Regions from separate parts of the Sus scrofa genome. Here region 1 is linked to region 2. Evidence: chromatin contacts called from public promoter capture Hi-C data. All regions are on one chromosome and are shown on one strand. Each heading gives the region's core, a stretch centred on a gene start, on an enhancer-like site or on the middle of the called end of the contact. The rest is flanking DNA. Distances are from core to core; before and after follow the strand shown.

Evidence for each region. Promoter capture Hi-C pulls out the DNA fragments that hold promoters and counts their contacts.
Region 1: a promoter capture Hi-C map of fetal skeletal muscle shows a contact between it and region 2, with 4 times the contacts expected there. The contact joins the promoter of GPX3 here to the promoter of ANXA6 in region 2. A contact is called at or near these places in 1 of 5 promoter capture datasets (fetal skeletal muscle), 1 of 47 Hi-C or Micro-C datasets (fetal skeletal muscle) and 1 of 2 datasets of contacts at active chromatin or transcription factors (skeletal muscle).

The regions. Positions count from the first base shown.
Region 1 is chr16:71,987,672-71,990,451 of Sscrofa11.1, forward strand. It overlaps GPX3 (glutathione peroxidase 3), which reads right to left and starts at 1,340. Exons shown (of 5, transcript NM_001115155.1): 1 at 1,204-1,340. The coding sequence starts at 1,290.
Region 2 is chr16:71,855,900-71,858,599 of Sscrofa11.1, forward strand. ANXA6 (annexin A6) reads left to right here and starts at 1,330. Exons shown (of 27, transcript XM_005672613.3): 1 at 1,330-1,485.

The sequences.
Region 1 (2,780 bases), core at 90-2,589, 130 kb after region 2:
TGGAATAGGCTTCCTGAGCAATAGGTAGAATTTTGGAAATAGAATCATGGAGTCACAAGATCTTAGAACTAAGATCTGGAAGATTTGAGAAACAAAGTGCAAAGCTTCTCGAGCTTACACAAGCGTGGTGTGTGTGTGTGTGTGTGTCTGTGTGTCTGTGTGTGTGTTGGGAGGCTGGAGACAGAAATCTCTCTCTTTGGTCTATTCCTATGTCTGGCCTTTGTCTCCCTGGGGAAGAGGACAGGTTTACAGTGCCCCCCATGGCACATACCGTCCAAGGAGATAAGCATTGCTGGGTTGACCTCATCCCCACTCTAGCTAAGGGCCACATGCTCTGCAGGGGATCAACCGAGGAGGCAGAGGAGAATTCTGCCTCTTCCATCAAGCTGGCAGGCCCCAGGTTTCTCCAACGATGAGGTCTGTTCAGGCCAATATGGGCAGTGGGTGGTGGGTAGTGAGGCTGCCCCCCAACAGAAAAGCCTTCAGAAAACAGCATGTGGCTGCTGCCCAGCTCCAAGCATCCCCTCTGAAAGCATCAGCTTCAACGTGCCCTGTCTTCCCGCCGCACACAGGGGGAGAAACTGAGGCCTACAAATGATTAGAGACTCTAGGCAGCATCCGGGCATGCTGTCCTGCCAGCCCGGAGCTCTTCCTGTCACAGACCTCCGCCTCTTCTGCCAGTGTCTTGGGATTCCACCTGTGTTCCTGCTTGGGCTAGAAGGGGGCCACACAGCACCGCTGTCCTTCCCTTTTGCCTTGCCTGCTGGTCTTCCTGGGAACCTCTGCAGCCAACCCAGATGCCAAGACTCCAGGCCTTTTTCTGTGCCACCGGGGCCCCTCCTTCAGGCCCTACTAGAGCAGAGTATCTCGGAAACAGCGCTGGGCATGTGTGTAGCAAGGGGACCCTGAGACAGTGTTGGGGAAGAAAGCTGGACTGGGGAGCTTTCACCTCCATTCATTCTGCACCCCCCCCCCCCACCAGGCACCCAGGTCTCCAACAGATGGAACTGCGAAGAGACGGATGACGGTCCAGTGCGCTGGAAAGGAAGGCAAGAGGAGGTAAGGGCATCTCGCGCCTGTCCCCCTTCTGGAGGGGAGCTCCGGAAGAGGGGTGCCTGGCAACCGAGAGGTGGACACCTGCAGGCTACATTCTTTCCTCTGCTCGGGGTCCCCCCCCTACCCATCCCCCCGAGGCTCACTCACCTTCGACTTCTCCTGTCCCCGGCTCGGCGGGAGGAAGCCGGCCAGGAGCAGGGAGATAAGGCAGGATGCCCGAAAGAACCGGGCCATGGCTGGCTGGGGGTGCGTCTCGAGCTCTCCTGAGACGCTGTCTGACTCCCGGGCACAGTCCGTCTGAGGTGCGGGCCGCTCTCAGCCACCTTTCAAGCCCTCAGCGATGACCAATCCGTGGCCGGGCCGGAGTCCTCGTAGCCAATGGCAGGGCGGCTGGCATTTCAGGGGCGGGCCCGACTTACCCTCCGCTTCTCCCCCTCCCCAGCCCCTGGGCGACAGTGACATAAGCAAGTCTGGGCAGAGAGCCGGGAGCCAGGTCCTTGTATAGGACTCCGTGAGGCAGGCGGCCCCCTCTCCTTTCGGCTCTAAAGTGCGGGAAGAAGCAGGCACCATGTCCTCCAGCACAGGCAGGGAAAGGACTTTAAGAAACACGGAAGAACTGATGGACCCCCGGGGTGTCCCCTGTCCCCTCTGGCCTGTTTTCTGGTGGAAGGATGCTGAAGTCTTAGAATGTTAGCAAGAGATGAAGGGAGACTTCCAGGAACATTTGCCGTTGGTAGCTTTAGTGCTTCAGAAGCAAAGAGTGAGTGCCCTAGGGGTTCATATGCAGCCTCTTTCCTGCCAAGAACACCGTGATTCCTTAGTTGGCTTGGGAGCAGAAAATACATTTCTTCCCTGTGTGGTCTTGAACATATTGCTTCCCTCTCTGGGCCTCAGTTTCCCCAACTGTGTAATGATGGGATTGGTTGAGGCTCTTGAACCCCCTCTGTCTCTGACTAGATGACTCGCTTCTGACAGTAAGTGACAAACCTAGACCAGGAGACCCTTGAGAGCGGGGACCATAATCACCAGCTGGCACAGGGCCTAGAGCACAACAGGTGCTTTAATATTTGTGGCTTTAATCAAGCAATGGATTGGTTTCTCTGCTTGGAGGCACTGATTATCAGGTCAGGCAGCTCCTGGTCTGTGCTGTTTCCGTGTGATCCTAGGGGATTCGTTGTGATCAGCGCTTCCCAAGTCGGACTACCAGAATCTCCTGAGGAGCTTTGTGTACAGATTCCCAGGTCCCCCCTTCAGAATCCCTGCGATAAACCCTCTAGGGGCAGAAGCTGTGACTCTGTCTTCAGGCATGTTTTCAGAAGGTGGTTCTGAGGCAGAGGACTGTCTTCTGATGGTGAAGTGCCTGGAGATGCCACGCTTTATTCTGATTTAAGGGAGATTGTCCTTGTGGGAATTTGGAGGTTCTGTCTCAACTCCACATTCTCTATGAAACCTTCCTGACCTCAAACCACAGGCTGTTGAAGTCAAAGGAGTCTTGAAGGCCAGGAATTCTTTAAATGAGTTCAAGCACGGAAGTATTTGAATCGTGGCTGATACAGAGTATATGCTCAATAAATATTATTTATTCAACCACCTCATTTTACTGACGTCTAGAGATGGGGAGCAACGCACCAAAATTCCCAAAATAAATCGGTGGCAGAGAAGGCACCTGAACCCAGGTTGCTAGACTCCATTCTCATGCCCTCATGACTTTATTCTGTTGTCTT
Region 2 (2,700 bases), core at 80-2,579:
TGTGCTGCCAAAAGGACCCTGAGCCAGACCAATGGGGGCCAAGCAAAACAACTGGCCAGAGACAACCTGGAAACTAACCCCATTCCCAAGAAACCTGAGCCTGTGAGCATGTGGCAGAGCAGTTCTCCTGGGTTCCCTCGGCCTGCTGCTCTCTGCCTCGGTGCTCCTTCCCAGTAAAGTCTTGCTTTGTCAGCACAGGTGTCTCCTCGGACAAGTCATTTCCAAGTGTAGATAAGAGCCCATTCTAGGGCCCTGAAAGCAGTTTATAGTTTCCAGATTACAACTGCCTAAACCTACTGTAACAAGACCTAACCATCTGTCTTCCATGAGCGGGAAGCTCCGTGAAGGTGGGTCAGGGCCTCATTTCTCATTTGCCCACTTCAATCTCCCAGCTCAGTGCCCAGAAGACAGAGGGTACTCAATACACATTGGAGGAACATACAGTCAAAAGAACGCACTTCTGTATCAGGTTCCCTTGTGGAGTTCTCTGAACTCGGCCAGACTGAGGACAACATTGGAAGAAGCTTTGTCTATCCCTATCTTTGGTGGAGTAAATTGAAAAGTAGAGCATCTAGGCATCTTGCCCGTGAAGATTCATCACCCAAGTGGCAGCCCAGGACGGCCGACTTTTCACCAAAGCAGAATTTCTAAGCAGTGGGTGGGTAGGAAGCCTAAGGACCTTAACTGCAGGCTCACCTCTCCAGCAAGACTTTACAAACCCCCTTCAAGACATTGTCACTTTCCTCCAAATTCCCAAAGTGCCTATCACTTTTTAAAATTATTCTGTGGGTTTCCCCACAGCCCTGGATTGTAATTGCTGGTCTGTCTCTCTTTCCTCTGGACTACGGGCACGCCCCAGAATCAAGCTAGAGCAAGGGCCTCTCTGGTCACCCAGCCTAAGTTCGAATCCCGGCTCCACAACGTACTAGCTGTGTGACCTTGGTTTTAAAACTGGACTTCTCTGGGCTCTCCTGGGAAGTGGGTAAGTAATGCCACAGACCCGGTGGAGCTATTGACGGACAGAATCTGAGCAGGCATGGTAAGCACTTGGCCTTATTGTGTTAAGCCTCAAAGTTCTGTTTCTCAACAAAGCTTTGGCAATCCATAAGATCTAGGAGTCAGCAGCGTTGACTCCTAGCCCCGAAGGCCAGGCGACCTTGGCCAAATCCCTCCCCTCTAGTGTCCGCACCCAGACGGAGGATCTCCAGGCACCGACCCCCACCCCCACCCCCACCCCGCGGCGGGTGACATTCTAAGATTCCAGGAGCGAAGGAACTTGGGGGGTGGGGGGAGGGCGGAGGCGGGGCGAGCCGGATTGGCCCCCGCGCGCCACGTGTCCGGCCCGGGCGCTGAGGACTGTCCTCCCGGCCCGCCCCTGCGCTGCGGCGGCTGCTGCTCTGCTAACGGGCTCTGACCCAGCGAGCTCCGCGTCCGCGCGTCCTTCTGCCCCTCTGTCGGTCCCCTGCGGGAGGCCTCCGCCACGCGGTAAGCGGGTTGAGGCTGGCGATGGGAGTCGCTGCACGGGACCCCCTCCCTCCTCCGGGGGGCTGCAGGGACGCGGGGGCGAGCCGTAAACGCGCAGTCATGCTGACCCACGCCAGCCAGCGACGGCTCCGGGGAGGGGCGCGGGAGGTGGGGGCCGCGGGGACCCGGAGCCCAGGGCGCGGTAGCCGGAGAGGGTCGCGGGCAGGGCGCGTCTGGGGCAGCGCCGCGTAGCGCATCTTCCCTGCAGCGAGCAGGCGGGGAAGCGGAGGCGGTCGGCGCGGGGGCTGCGGGAGGAGGGGAGGGAGGGGAGGGCTGGCGCTGCGGAGGATGTGGTGAGGGGCTGGGGGCACCTGGGCCGAGGCCACGCGGGCTGCTGGCCCTGCTTTGCGGGACTGGAGAGACTTTGGAGGCCCGGGATTGGAGGCAGCTGGACCTGGGGGGAAGAGGGGTCTAAGGGCCCGCAGGAAAGGGTGTGGCCGAAGCTGAGGACTGAGGGCCGGAAGAGTCAGACCCCGGGGCTGCACCCGAAATGGCTTGTGTGTGGCGCTGGGAGAGGGCTCTCTGTGTGCCAACGGATGAGGGACCGGCTGTCCACACCTCAGGTCCGCGATGGACCCCTCCCGCCCTCTCGGGGCCACGCTTTGCCACTAAAGGGGACTCCTAGTGGCGCTCCAGGGACCTTGTGATGGGCCAGAGGCCCCACCCTTCGCTCTGCTCCCCATCAGCGCCTTTTCTGCCTTTCTAGAGCTTGGGGGGCTTCAGATGACTTCGCAGAGACTCGTGTGGGAGTGGAATACCCTGGATCCCAATACCAGCTCCAGCAACAACGGGGCAGTGTCATCTTAATCTGTAGCTTTCCCTTTCTGAGCCTCAGTTTCCTTCTCCAAGCCCAGAGCTGATAAACCTGACACCCCCACCCCCACCTCCACCCCCGACAATGGCTGTGAGAATTGATTTATTTGTCAGCTGCGAGCGAGGATTGCAGATTTGGGACGTCCTGATTGCAGGCTTGGACGGCCGGGCCCATCTCGGCAGGCCCTGCGAGGGGAGGGGGCCGGGATCTTTGGGGAGGACCGTCCACCTTTTGCTTCCTCCCTCCCCTTCTTTTCTCAAAATGCTGGTGGGTTTACCCATCAATTCCAAATTTGGCGAAAAGGCTCCCGGCTTTGTGAGAGAACTCTGGTTTCCCTAGGCCGCCTTTTTTCCTCACTTCCC